2 separate regions of the Hordeum vulgare genome follow, and region 1 is linked to region 2. A link is a contact called in public Hi-C data. All regions are on one chromosome and are shown on one strand. The core of a region is the stretch at or near the end of the contact, and the rest is flanking DNA. Distances in the headings are between cores, read along the strand shown.

Evidence for each region. A called contact is a pair of places that touch in the nucleus more often than the background predicts.
Region 1: a contact with region 2 is called in a Hi-C map of seedling, with 5 times the contacts expected there. The contact joins the promoter of LOC123413854 here to the promoter of LOC123444500 in region 2. A contact is called at or near these places in 1 of 6 Hi-C or Micro-C datasets (seedling) and 1 of 1 datasets of contacts at active chromatin or transcription factors (embryo).

Annotation. Positions count from the first base shown.
Region 1 is chr1H:451,417,167-451,423,619 of MorexV3_pseudomolecules_assembly, reverse strand. LOC123413854 reads right to left here and starts at 1,284. Exons shown (of 5, transcript XM_045106622.1): 1 at 1,068-1,284; 2 at 393-488. The coding sequence starts at 1,127.
Region 2 is chr1H:450,758,283-450,765,328 of MorexV3_pseudomolecules_assembly, reverse strand. It overlaps LOC123444500, which reads left to right and starts at 3,319. Exons shown (of 8, transcript XM_045121233.1): 1 at 3,319-3,679; 2 at 4,706-4,850; 3 at 4,922-5,072; 4 at 5,158-5,283; 5 at 5,380-5,460; 6 at 5,767-5,959; 7 at 6,043-6,313; 8 at 6,648-7,046. The coding sequence starts at 3,488. The coding sequence ends at 6,856.

The DNA of each region.
Region 1 (6,453 bases), core at 35-2,534, 660 kb before region 2:
GATCAAGCTGAAACACAGAACTGTAATCGCAAACTACACAGAAGAGGTGCCATCTAGGCAGAACAAAACACATCAAGGAGTTTGTCATTATTAGAGGTAGCTCAAACAACACATTAGAAATGAATAGGTTCTCTAGAGCTACGAATGGTAAATGTAAAAGACAGCATTCCTGAAGATAAAAGGTGAATAAAAAACATTAAGGAGTTTGTCTCCCATCTAACTGTTGCAGTTAACCACAAATGGCATGAGGCAGTGCACAAGATAGCATAGGGGCCAAAACTGCTATCACCGAAACATGAACCATAAACTATACAAGTATTCAGAAATGGGATTTTAAGAATATAACAAGGACTGAACAAAAATATTTTGCTCCTAAGTTAGAAAAACAGAACCTTAAATACAGCAGAAAGCTTGTTGGGCATCTTCCCTGAAAGATTTGGCAAATTGACAAAGCCACGTCTCGGCACAAGTTGGAAGACGCGAATATCCTACACAAATGCATGTCAGCCACATAGCAAATAAAAACATTTATAGCCAATTACAAGAAACAACAAGATGCAGAGTGTCCCGAGGACTAGACTGTTATAACTTGCAAGTAGGAACAATATAGACATTATATTTTGATTTTAAATACAAGTTTACTTTCAAATATTAGTTTAGCTCTTTGCAGTCAAAAATCCCAAAACACTAAGTGATGAGAATTCGAAATAGAAACCCTATTTGCAGGTGATATATGACTCAGTTGAAATGAAGAACTCACAACAGTGACCTCTATCCAAGTATAGGTTGGAAATATCTATAAACCCTAGATGAAAAAAGCTACCGCCGTCCCGCACCCCACCTCGATCGTATCATCAGGAATCCTACTCTACCCTTCTCTGAAACCCTATAACACACCGTTCCCCAACCAACTCGATCATCGGGAATCCTACTCTACTCTCGTCCAAAACCCACATTTCTTGAAACCCTACACTTCTCCGAAACCCTAGATTACAGAGCCGTACCCCCGCCCCCACCCACCTCGATCATCAGGAACCCGAAACCCTGCACTACAATAGGATACTTACAGTGGATCCGAGACTCCCGTACGACAGCGCGAAAGGTGTGGTGGGTCGAGACGCCACCATGGGAGTCGGGGTCGGGAAGACGCCACGGGGAGCGGGGGTGAGGAAGATGCCACGGGGAGCGGGGGTCGAGAAGAGGGCAGGAACGGGAGACGACGGGCGGCCGAAACCCCGCTGCGGCGGAGAGACCGAACGAGCGCCATCCTGTTCGTACAGTGGCGGCTGCAGAGCGAGGATTCTGTAAGATCGAACCCTCCCTCCTACTTATATGAAGGAGAGGGTGGCGCGGTCATGGGCCGCCGGCCCGTTACGAGGTCTGTGGCTATTTACCAAATTTGTTTTCCCTTTCGGTTTACTCCGGTTTTAGTTGGATTTTTTATTTAACATGTAAACAACATCTTTTTTTGAAAATACAATTTAATTACATATTCCCCGTTCCTTAATATAATAATGTTTTGCAAGCTAAAATGACGAAGGGAGTATGTTTTTAGAAAAAATGTGTCAGTATTTAAAATAAACGAATTTATGTGTGAACATTTTTATACAAAGGCGTGAACATTCTAAATATTTCCAAGAAAATAATGCCCACTACGTATTTAAAACATATTCACCATATATTGAAAATAAAAACATTTTTGTGGGCTTTACCTCATAAAAAGAAATTATTCATTGTGGACCCCTTCTTCCTTCGCCGCCATGGGAAGTGAAGGTTGGGAAACGACCGGTCAGGAAGACGCCACAGGGATCAAGGGTGGACATGCCGCGAGGAAGAGGAGGCGAGCGACATCCAAAACTCCATTGCCTCAAAGAGATTGAAGTAGAATCATCATGTTTGTACCGTGGTGGAGGGAGGAGAGGAGTCGGGGTTTCAAGAAACATTTTTAAAATGCATGAATTTGTATGCAAACATGTAAATAGTTTTTATAAATATGTGAAAATTCTTAAATATTAGACAAAAACTATTCATTGCATATTTACAAAATTGATATATAAAAAATATGTTCACCGCATAAGTAAACAAACACTCACTATATAGTTTGAAAAGAATGTTTATCATATATTGAAAATAGGTCGGGGAGTGAGCCTAGCTCAACTGGTTGGGGGTAGAATGTAAATGGTACGGATAATTTTCGCTCCGAATCCGCATCCGCACCCGTTTTTTAATATATGATATGCAATTATGTGAATCCGCCGAATATGGATGCGGATACGGATATCGATCAATCGGATATCCGATGGATATGGTAGAGGATATGGTATCCCTATTATCCGGCGGATGTAGATTATCCGCCTTTTTTGCGGACTATCCGAGAAAAGAAAATCGGATTATATCCGATAGATTAAGTCCAAACATCCCAGTTCATATATATGTCATCTAAGTTAATGACAAAAAATAGTAAATTGGCAATCACCCCATATTACCATATATAGATATACTCTACCATAATTTGGTATGCAATTGTTGCATGCAAAATAGGTAGCATATCACCCTGATAGGCTGATAGCGGGTACATACTCATTCTGTCATTCATCTCTCCATCGCCATCTCGTCTCCCCGACCGCCGGTTGCATCTCCGGTCTCTCCGATAGTCTTCGGCGGTTGAACGGTGGACAAAGATCCCATGGCCAATCATCTCGTCCCAACAACGGAGGTAAGTGAATTCGTAGATACACACAGCCCCGCGCGAGTTTAGAGCATCGATAATGTGTGACTGCGATCATGTCCGGCTGTCAGTGTGCGCCGTGAGCAACCGGACAGTGGTGTGCCAATGTGCCATTGATCCAACGTGGGTTTGCGTCGACGCGACCGTAACACTCCGACAGTAATTTTGGTACTAACACAAACGCATAAGGTACGCACTTAGTGCTCTAAAACTCACCAGATTGAAAGCAACAAATCTAGTAGCTAGCTCTAGAAATCCATCCAGCTGTTTGCTTGCTTGCTCTCTAGAAATCCATCTAGTTGTTTGCTTAGGTGTTGGATTAGCTTCTTGCACATACACGTTTTCAGTTAGCTTTTTCTGTACAAGTCCTGGACATGTATACAAGATCTATTTAATTTATTATTTGCTGCAACTTCTAAGATATTAATTCATTTGATCAGTAAAAAGTGACTGATTACTTATGTATTGTTATTCTTTTTGTAGATCGCCTTAAAAATATATTAGGGAAAAGATCAACATCTGCAAGAACAAGTGCAAGTGCAGTTTAGAGTATGACTGTATCACCTCCAGCTGAAATTCAGGATGAAGAGTCACCGAATATTGGCAGTGGCGGTGAAGTTGCAAATGAGTTGATTGATCTTGAGGGCAAGAATGAGGATGTGGGGGTTGATGAGCCTCTGAGTGTGGGTTGTCCACAAAAAAAGGTCTGCAGTTGGATGTCCAAACAAGGTGGAATTCTACATATTACATGTTGAGTGATGCCCTATATTATAAGAAGGTGTTTTATAGGTTGCATGATATTGACAAAAATAAGTTTGACAAATTTGCTCCAACAGATGCTGATTGGGAGAAGGCAGTTACTCTATGTAGATGCTTTAAGAAGTTTGATGATCTCGCTACTCTACTATCAGGTAATCAATATCCAACAACAAATATATTCTATAAAGGCTTCTATGAAATCAAGGCTTTAATTTCTGGTTGGCGTAAAAGTAGTGACACTACTATTAGAAAGATGGCAGCTTCTATGCAAACTATGTTTGATAAGTACTCGAGGAAGTCAAATCTTGCTCTTGTGGTTGCCTTCTTTCTTCACCCTAGATACAAGAGAAGTGGAATTGAACATTACATGAGAAAGGTTCATGGGGATCTATTGTATCGTGGTAAAGTAGAAGAGTTGGTCGTTGTTGTCAAGCAGATGTACCAAGCATATGCTTATAACTATTCACATAGCATTGATGTACCAAGCTCTACCACTACTACTTCCCAAGAAGGTGATATTGGTTTTATGGTAAAAGATGAAGATGACTATTTCCTGTCTCAGCAGGGCACTCATGGGGTTAGTGAAGGTGACACTGACTTGGATAAGTACATGATAGAAGTTACAGTAAGGGTTTCAAAGTTTCTTTTGATAACTTTGATATCTTATCATGGTGGAAAACACATCAAAATGTATATCATGTGTTATCAATGCTTGCTCGTGATGTTTTAGCCATACAAGTTTCCACTATGGCCTCGGAAGCAGCTTTTAGTGCTGGTGGTCGTGTTATTGGTCCATTTCGCAGACGTCTTGACCCCCAGGTGATAGAAGCATTGATATGTACAAAAGACTGGATAGCTGCATCTAGGAAATGTGACAACAATAAAGAGGTTAGACTTGGTTCTATTGTGCATGATCTAGAGGTGGTGGAAACACTTGTTGCTAATATGAGTCTTGAGGAGCAGCTTGACGAAAAGGTTAGACTGGGTTCGAATCCTCAGAGTGAAGAATTTAGGTTCCTATTTATTCTTGAAGAACAGGCTTTCCTGATACTCACTCATTTATTGAGGACTAGGCTTGGCATGGTGTGTAACCAAGACTAAAAATCCTAGTACTCATACTTAAAAGGCCGTATGCATCCCTAGTTGGTGCAGAGGCTGGGGAAGTGAAATTCTCCCCCCAATTTAAGGCCCTCCCCCTAGTTCCATGACACGTACAGCTCGCGTCGCCCTCCCCCTAGAGTGACTTAGGCGGAGCCCAGGAACCTAGCCGCCGCCACCAAGCACTCCCTCCTCCTCTACCTCCGCCGTCGTCGGGGGACGCCGCCGGGCTAAGCCCGGGGGCCGACGGCGGCGGCAGAGGATCTCCTCTGTCACGCATCTTCGGGTTGGCGGGACCCCTAGGCGTGTGGTGGCATGACCGATCTAGATTCTGCGGCGCGGTGGATGGCTGCGGCAGGTGGAGGGTGGCCAGCCCGTCCTCGGAGGGTGGTGGCTAGGCGCGGCGGGTGGCCCAATGACGGACGGCGGCATGGGCTGCACGTGTAGCGGCCCACCTTTTCGGGCATCGGCAGCGGTGGCCAGCTAGGCTGCGGTGACGTGCAAACTGCATGTAGATAAGAAGTGGCAGCGTGGAGGCCGTGGTGGTCTCGTCGGCAGCACATCCGGTCAGATATGTTCTGACCGATGCGACCGGCGGTGGTGGTCATCTCTTTCGTCAAAGGTGGTTGGCATGAGGCTGGGTGTTCGGATCTTTGGATCTGTGATCCAGTACTGGCTGCGAGTCGGGGAGACATAGTTGCCGGTGAAAACCGAGCCGATGACGAGCGATGGCGGCGTTCTACATCATTACCTTGATGAAGGCATCGTTGTGTGACTTATGTCGACCTACTCGTACTGCTCTGGGGGAAACCCTAGGATCTGGTCTTCCAGATCGGACGATGACGACACCGTGATGGCGTTTCTCTCTTGGAAGCATTGTTTGTGGAGCAGTGTTGGTGGTCAGAGGCAGGAGGTGGAGCGGCTTCGTCTTGCACGGAGCTTCGGTGGAGATGCCAAGTCATGCTTGGCCGACAGGTGCTACGCTTTGTCATGACTGGCCGGCAGGTGATACGCACGATAGATCTTCCAGAGACTTCAAGCTGTGTCGGCTGGTGGTACTTGGCGGCATGGGGCTGAGGTGTACCAGCGGCGACCGCGACGTGCTCAGAAGTTCGCGTGCATGGTGGTGGTGTCGTTGGGCGCCGTGGTGGCGTTGACGGCACCTAGACCGGGCAAGGATGATGCGTCAGTACAACTCTGAAGATGGAGTAGTGGCAGTTGGCGGCGACGGCCTCTAAGAGCGTGTCAAACCCGTGGGTGCCCCATACCCGGCAAGTGGCTTGGTTGGGGCCTGAGGTCTTAGATGTTAGGCTTGTTTGCGAGGTCTGTGGTATTAGGCCCGGACTATCAGCATCCCTTCATCAGATGGATAGGAGTAGCGACAGTTGTCGCCTAGACGGTGGCTTCACACTTATTGTTCTATTTCTTTGTAAGGTCTTTTGTGAATAATTAATAATATGGTTGCATGCATCGCTCAGATGCAGACGCCGGGGGCGATCCTCCTTCTCTAAAAATATATTGAAAATAGGTCCCGGTAAAAAGATACTGAAAATAGGTTCATCGTATAACTTACGTCGTCATCCGGAAGGAAAAAAGAAAACCCCAAAGGTACCTCCTTCATCGCTAACTCCGGTAATGCCTCATCCCTTTAATACTACCTTCGAGGAATTTTTCTGGCGTCAGATTAATGGCTGCAAACAGGAAGGGCTAATTGGCTCCGTCATGGAGACCAAAATATGAGCTTCTTTCATCACATCATTTTGTAATGCAATAGCTCCTATATGAACTACTGGGCAGATCATAGTGGAGAAGACGAGACCTAACTAAAAACAAGGAAAGGGAAAAACAAGTACTCAAAGAAAAATAAG
Region 2 (7,046 bases), core at 2,070-4,569:
GTATTGGACATAGTGTCATCATAATGTTCGGTCCTTCAGTGACGTTCACATAGTGGCCCACCTATCCGGTCCATAGAGATAGGCCGGCGGCCTGAGGACCCCATAGTCCCGGACTCCCTCACTGGTAGCATCTCATGAACCATCGTCAATATTTTTTGGACTCAGGGCTGAAAGATATTGTGCGTGGTGAAGCTGGGGTGCTAGGATGATCCACATCTGAATCCCACAAGAAGTTGCGGGAAATCTAGATCTCCTCATCAGTAAGCTTGTCCTGAGACCCACTCTTAATATCCATGCCAAAGTGTCTACCCATAGTCTTGTGACAGCTCCTAGTCTCTTTCTCTACCGCATGAGCTATGTATTGACCATGGGCCTGAATGCAGAACATCTTCTTCATCTTCTCCTTAAGTTTCTGAGCCTAAGATGGCTCAGCACTAGAGGGTGGTAACTGTGATCAGCGCCACCCTCAACCACATAGTTATCATCCTTGTCATCATCATCCTTAGGTAGATCTATCTCCAGAGCAGCATGATTGGACCACTTGCCGTTCAGCCTCAACTGCACAATCTCATGGGGAACCAACTCACCACATTCAAACAGGATGCCTCGAAAGGTGTTCTCCGAGGTCTTCTCAATCATATGCATCAAGTAAGGAGCATACATAGGGCACTTTCGCTTAGAAACTACTTAGAGGAGCTCTGACCACATGACATGTGAAACATCCAAAACCTCCACCTCAACTGAGTTCCTCACATGCTAACAATAGAGCAATATATCCACCAGATAAGTGTGTACCTCATCCAAGTTCTCGACACAGGGAAAAAGAGTGTGCCTGAAGATGCGGTGCATAATGCCAATAAATGGTTCAAGCACATATGTTGACTTGCCAGTGGTGGTGGAGACCTTCTCGGTGCTGAAGGGCCAGAGGTGGCTCTCGTAAGTAGATGTGGTCTCCTCGTGGGGGCGAAATCCAAGTGGTGTATGAAGCCCCTTATCCTCAAAGCCTAGTAGATCCATGAACTCCTTCAAAGTAGCACACAATCGCTTTCCATTAATCATCCATGTCAAAGTCCAGTCCGGATCAGTTCCGAGATGGACTGTAACAAAGAACACATCCACAATTTCTGCATCAAAGTCATTGTTGAACTGCATAAGATTGATAATACCAAGTTTCTCACAAAGGCTAAGATCATCACCAAAGTAGTGGGCATTCTTCTACAGATGTTCCATATCAATGGACTGGACATTGGATACATACATGTTCTTCTTCTTCTTGAGCACATTATGATAGATAGAAACTTGTTGCCTGGTCTAGAAGGGACGGTTGCAAAAAGTTTATTCTTGGGGTTGAACATAGGGGTTGCACTGGTGGGCGAGCCAGAACTCTTTACTAGGCAACTAAGCCATTGATTGACCCTTCTTGGCCTCGGTTGCAGTCTGCTTGGCCTTTTGCTAGGGATGCATTGGGGTTGACGTTGTCATCCCTTGCAGTGCGCTAACATTTAGAGCCACCCTCACTATCGGTGTCAAAACCGGTAGATCTGGAGTAGGGGGTCCGAACTAAGAATCTTGGATCGATGGGTAACAAGAGACAATGAAGACGATGTTTACCCAGGTTCGGGCCCTCTTGATGAAGGTAAAACCCTACATCCTCCTTTTGTTACATTGCTCGATTTGCACAGAGTACATAGTTGATTTACCTTGAGATTGAATGTTGTGGTCTAAACCCTAATAGTAATGAGCTTAATCTGGCCTACAAACTATGGCCTTCTGGTTTATATAGATACCAGGGTTGCTAGGGTTACACAACGTTGGTTACATCAAGGAAGGAATATGTCGATCACTACGTGGCCTCAGATTACATGCCAACTCTTCTGAAGAGTCCATCTTGTATACAATATCACTTTATTTGCCCGTAGTCCAATAATGATGATATAGCGGCCCAGGAGTCCGACCCATGGAAATGAGTAAGCGGTCCGAGGACCCCATAGTCCGGGACTCCCTTATCACACCTCTCGTAACACATGAGTTGATCGTGGTCCACAATGCGATCAACTATGTTTAAAAAACGTCAATGTGTCCATTGTCGATGTACAACGACTTTCGCTATAGGCCCCAATATACACACCCATGCTAACTTTGTTTTGCATGCTAATGAAGCAATACCCCATTTTCTTCTATTATTTTCATAATAACAACACAATTAATCTAGTTTTCTCAGGAGCACCTACAATATATGGGTTAAGCTCGAATAGAAGAATTCATCAAAATGAGTGATTCACCTCTCATGTAATTGCTAGTTCGTTATTTGGCCAAAATTGATTTGCCTTACCCCTTACCATCTTTGGAAATTTTGAGGGGCCCTTACCGTACAATATTAGGCATATGCAGAATATGCCAAATTGAGTTTATATCATAAGGGAAGCCCAATTGGCCCACAACACGAGCGCGCGAAAAATGAAAGTGGCGGGGGGGGGGGGGGGTGGTGTAACGTAGACGAGCAACAAAGCGCGCGAAATAGGAATAAACCGCCAAATTCAAAAAACCACCCGACAGATTCAACTAGCCGTACACTTCATATGAGGCGTATCACTGAATTTAAATTATAGCGGAAGCACAATTGACCCACAACATGTCGCGCGAAAAATAGAATTTTTGACAAAGGAAAGCACAACATGCCCGGGCAGAAGGGCGTGTGGGAAACAAAAGCGCGCGAAACAGGAACAAGCTGCCAAATTAAGAAAAAACATCATCCAACGGGATTCAACCTTGCGCGGCCGCTCACCCGGTCACCCCGGATGTATCAAAGCTCCGAGCACAAGAACTACAAGTTGCAAACGGGAAACCAAAAACCACGCGCATACGCCCTCGCCGGTGGCCGGGGGAAACCGATTTTTCAAGCCTGGCCGGCGCTCCATTTCAAATTTCGACATTCCAAACGGGGGCAGGCCCACACACCCAGCTCTACCACTTTCCATTTCGAAACCTACCAGCCGCTCCCCAGCTCACCACGTGACATAAACAGCTTCCTTTCCCGGACGCCCCCCGTCCTTACAGATCTGGTACATCTCTCACTGACATGTGGGGAGGGGGGGGGGGCTTCCCCTGGCCCACCCGTCGGTGGGACTCCGCGGAGGGAAGGGCGGGTCCTGGTGCGTTCGGACACGGCCCCGAAAAATTTCAAACCAGCAGTAAAACCATCGTCCCGATCCCGCCCGCGCACCGCCCCCGTGTCCCTGGCGCGTGGGGCCCGCGCGTCAGGCCTTGACCCCGGTAGCCTCATCTTTTAACGCCCGTCTAATTCTCTCCGACCGTCTCATTCTCTCTCCCCCCACCCTCCCGTGCCACCCCAAATCTCCGAGCCGAGCTCCCAAACCCTAGCCGAGCTCGCCGGTGATGGCCCCCGTCGCGGCGGCGTGAGTGGGGATCTGTTGCGCGCGGCGTGGGCGGGGGGTTGCGGCGGGAGGAGGGAGGCGGATTGGCGGGGATGGAGGCGAGGCGGATCTCGGCGAGCCCCCGGCCGTGCAACGGCCGGCGGGTGGTGGCGAGGAAGAGGCCCAGACAGGAGGCAGTCGTCAGCAGCGTCAGGAAGCTGCAGCGCCGGGAGATCAGCTCTCGCCGGGAACGCTCCTTCGCCATGAACTCCGCGCAGGAGCGCTTCCGCAACATACAGCTGCAGGTCCGCTTTCCCTGCTTGTCCCCCCGGTCCGGTGTCTAACCCTCTTTAACCTTTTTTGTTCGTTCGCGTGCGTCTGCGGAGAGGTTCTGTTCGCTCGCTATGGGGGAACTGCGGCCATCGGATGTCCTGGACCTCACGATTATAGCCTGGATTAGAGTAGCCGATTCGTGGACGGGGTGTGGGGGTTAGGTAGACAGGGAAAAGTGAGATCTTGTTAGGTTTCGGTGAACTCTCGGTGGTAGGAGTGTTTGGGATCTTGTTTAATACTGTGCGGGGCTTTGTTTGCTCCACGTAATGAAGAAGTTTGTGCATTTAGCACATGCGCTTGTATATACAGTAATGAGGATTTGTGGTAGTCCACCGATGGGTAGTCCAGTTGAGCAGATGCGTGCCTTGATGGGCTGTCCTGTGCATATTGGCACCAATCTGTCTGGCCTGTCATGCAACTTCTCATGAAATTTAGGGCATTGTTGATTGCTATGTAATCATATTATACTATTTATTACTTCATTCCTCATGATTGTACAAGATCCATGATATTTGTATTCCTGTCAATTTGATGAATTGCTGCAATCAGCACAAGAAGATGGCAAATCTTACTTATCTGTCGCATATGGCACAAGAAGATGGCAAATCTTACTTATCTGTCGTATATGGCCTTTGAGTTAAGCTGTTTGTTCATTTTATTTAATCATTGTTTGATTCCAAGTTGGGGCTATGAATGCTGGGATTCAGCTGCCTGTCTATTACACAAGTGTTGCCAATGGGTGTATTTATCTTGGACTCCGGGCTTTTCATTGCTTTGGTGACATTGCACTGCCCAGATAACCGTTTTGTTGGTGTTCTTCCTGCATTGAGAAAAGAGCATGAGGGTACCTTGTTTTCAACAAAATCGAGATCATCAGCATTTTGGGTGCTCCACAAGCTACTTGTGCCCAGAAGTCACACCTATTAGAACTGTCAACCTTGGGATTTTATTCCTTTCTGTTCTTGCTTCTAACAATGCACATTTGCTTTCATTTTTAGGAGGAGTTTGACACTCATGATCCTAAGGAGAACAATGCGCTACTGCCTTACATTAGGAAGAGGTCAAAAATTATTGAGATAGTTGCAGCACGTGATATAATTTTTGCTTTATCACAATCCGGAGTATGTGCTGCTTTCAGTAGAGGTATGCTTGTTTTCTTGCAGTGTGCCTGTGCTTCATATAGTCATACTGAGATCCTCTTCTTATATTTCCAGTGATGAATAAGAGAATATGCTTTCTGAATGGAAGTCCAGATGAAGTTGTTCGTAGTTTATTCTACAACAAGAACAATGATTCACTCATCACTGTGTCAGTGTATGGTTCTGAAAATTTCAGTGCCTTGCGATGCAAGACAACTCGGATAGAGTAAGCTTTGAGTCCATATGTCTTTCACAAGTGAATATCTGTTTCTTTCATCTTGATGAAGTTCCTTTTCAACAACTATTTCAAGGTATATACGCCGTGGAACGCCAGATGCTGGTTTCCCTCTTTTTGAGACAGAGTCCTTGAAGTGGCCTGGATTTGTTGAGTTTGATGATGTCAATGGCAAGGTTTTAACTTATTCCGCTCAAGACAGGTACTTGAACTTCCATAATGACTTTGAATTTTAACTTCTGCAATGGCTGTATGCACTTCCTGGAACTGCTCTGATTGCATCTCGTTCTGCAAACAGCACTTACAAGGTTTTTGACTTGAAAAACTACACCCTACTGTATTCCATATGTGACAAGAATGTTCAAGAAATAAAGATCAGGTAACCGTATGTTCCTCATGCTTTTTGTCACTTTGTTGGTCAACAAAAAAATCTGTTATCATTGGAATGCTTCTTCTCTTACTAACAGCAAAACTGAGAAATACATTGACAAAACTGATTAAAGCTAGAAATTATGCATCCAATGCACATCCAAAGGGCAGCAGTAATCTTATATTGCTGGTGTTCTCAATATGTTGTGCATCCTAGTGAACCGGCTTTATGTATTTCAAACTTAAAATAATTGATTTGTTTTAGTAGGAAGGCCTGGTTATATATATTTGTCTAATACTTGTTAACTTGTGACAGTCCTGGTATAATGCTTTTGATTTATACAAGAACAAGCAGCTCTATTCCTCTGAAGATTCTTTCTATTGAGGATGGTACAGTTTTGAAATTCTTCAACCACCTCCTCCATCGGAATAAGAAGGTGGATTTCATTGAACAGTTTAATGAAAAGCTCTTGGTTAAGCAGGATGGAGAAAATCTTCAAATACTTGATGTAAGTATTTTCCTTAATTGTTTCGGGCAATCAATCAAAATGGCTGTTGTTTCTTGCTTAGGGTTTATCTCATTTTGTTGTAGGTACGGAACTTCCACTTGACTGAAGTGAGCAGTACTGAGTTCATGACTCCATCTGCCTTCATCTTTCTGTATGAACTCCAGCTGTTTTTGACTTTCCGGAATCGGTCTGTAGCAGTTTGGAATTTCCGAGGTGAACTAGTAACATCATTTGAGGATCACCTGCTGTGGCACCCTGACTGCAATACCAATAACATTTACATAACCAGTGATCAAGATATTATCATTTCTTATTGCAAGGCTGATTCCAGCGATTCATCTTCTGAAGAAAATGGTAAGATTTGGTTTCCTTTGCTGCTTGTTGTAGGATAAATTGTGTAATTTGTTATACATTTGAATCACTGTGTGGGGCATCTTGCTAGTTATCATTGTTTTGGTTTCCTTTGACATTCTTTGGTTGTGCATTCCTGCTCCATGCACTTCTGGTATTGAGCAGATTTAATCCTTTGTTGCATCATATCATACTTGGCCCTCCTTGAATGAATGGTGCCCTTGGCCAGTTAACCTTACAAAGTGATATCTTTCCACCAGTCAGCAGATAAACGGGCATGATGCTCATTTTTGTGGTTATGGATAGCATGACTCATCTTATGTTTGCTCATGTGCAGCTGGCTCTATAAACATCAGCAACATACTGACAGGGAAATGCTTGGCCAAAATAAAGGCTGGCAATTTCGACAAGCAACAGAAGACATGGAAGTTCCAGAATACAATCACAGAGGCTCTGGAAGACATCACAGCTCTGCACTATGACGAAGTGCGCGATGAGATCTACACCGGCAACCGCCATGGCCTTGTTCATGTGTGGGCGAACTGAGAGCCGAGACAACAGATTTCAGGGGACAAACAAGGTGTTGTTCATTTGCAGGCGGACCAATTTAACAACCAAGCCTCAGGTGGTGCTGGCCGCGAAGAGGTCTTGGGTCTCCAGCCGTTAGCAATTTGTTGATGTGGATTGTGGTGTTGTTTACCAACAGAAGATTTGTTGTAGAGTTAGTGCTTGTCAT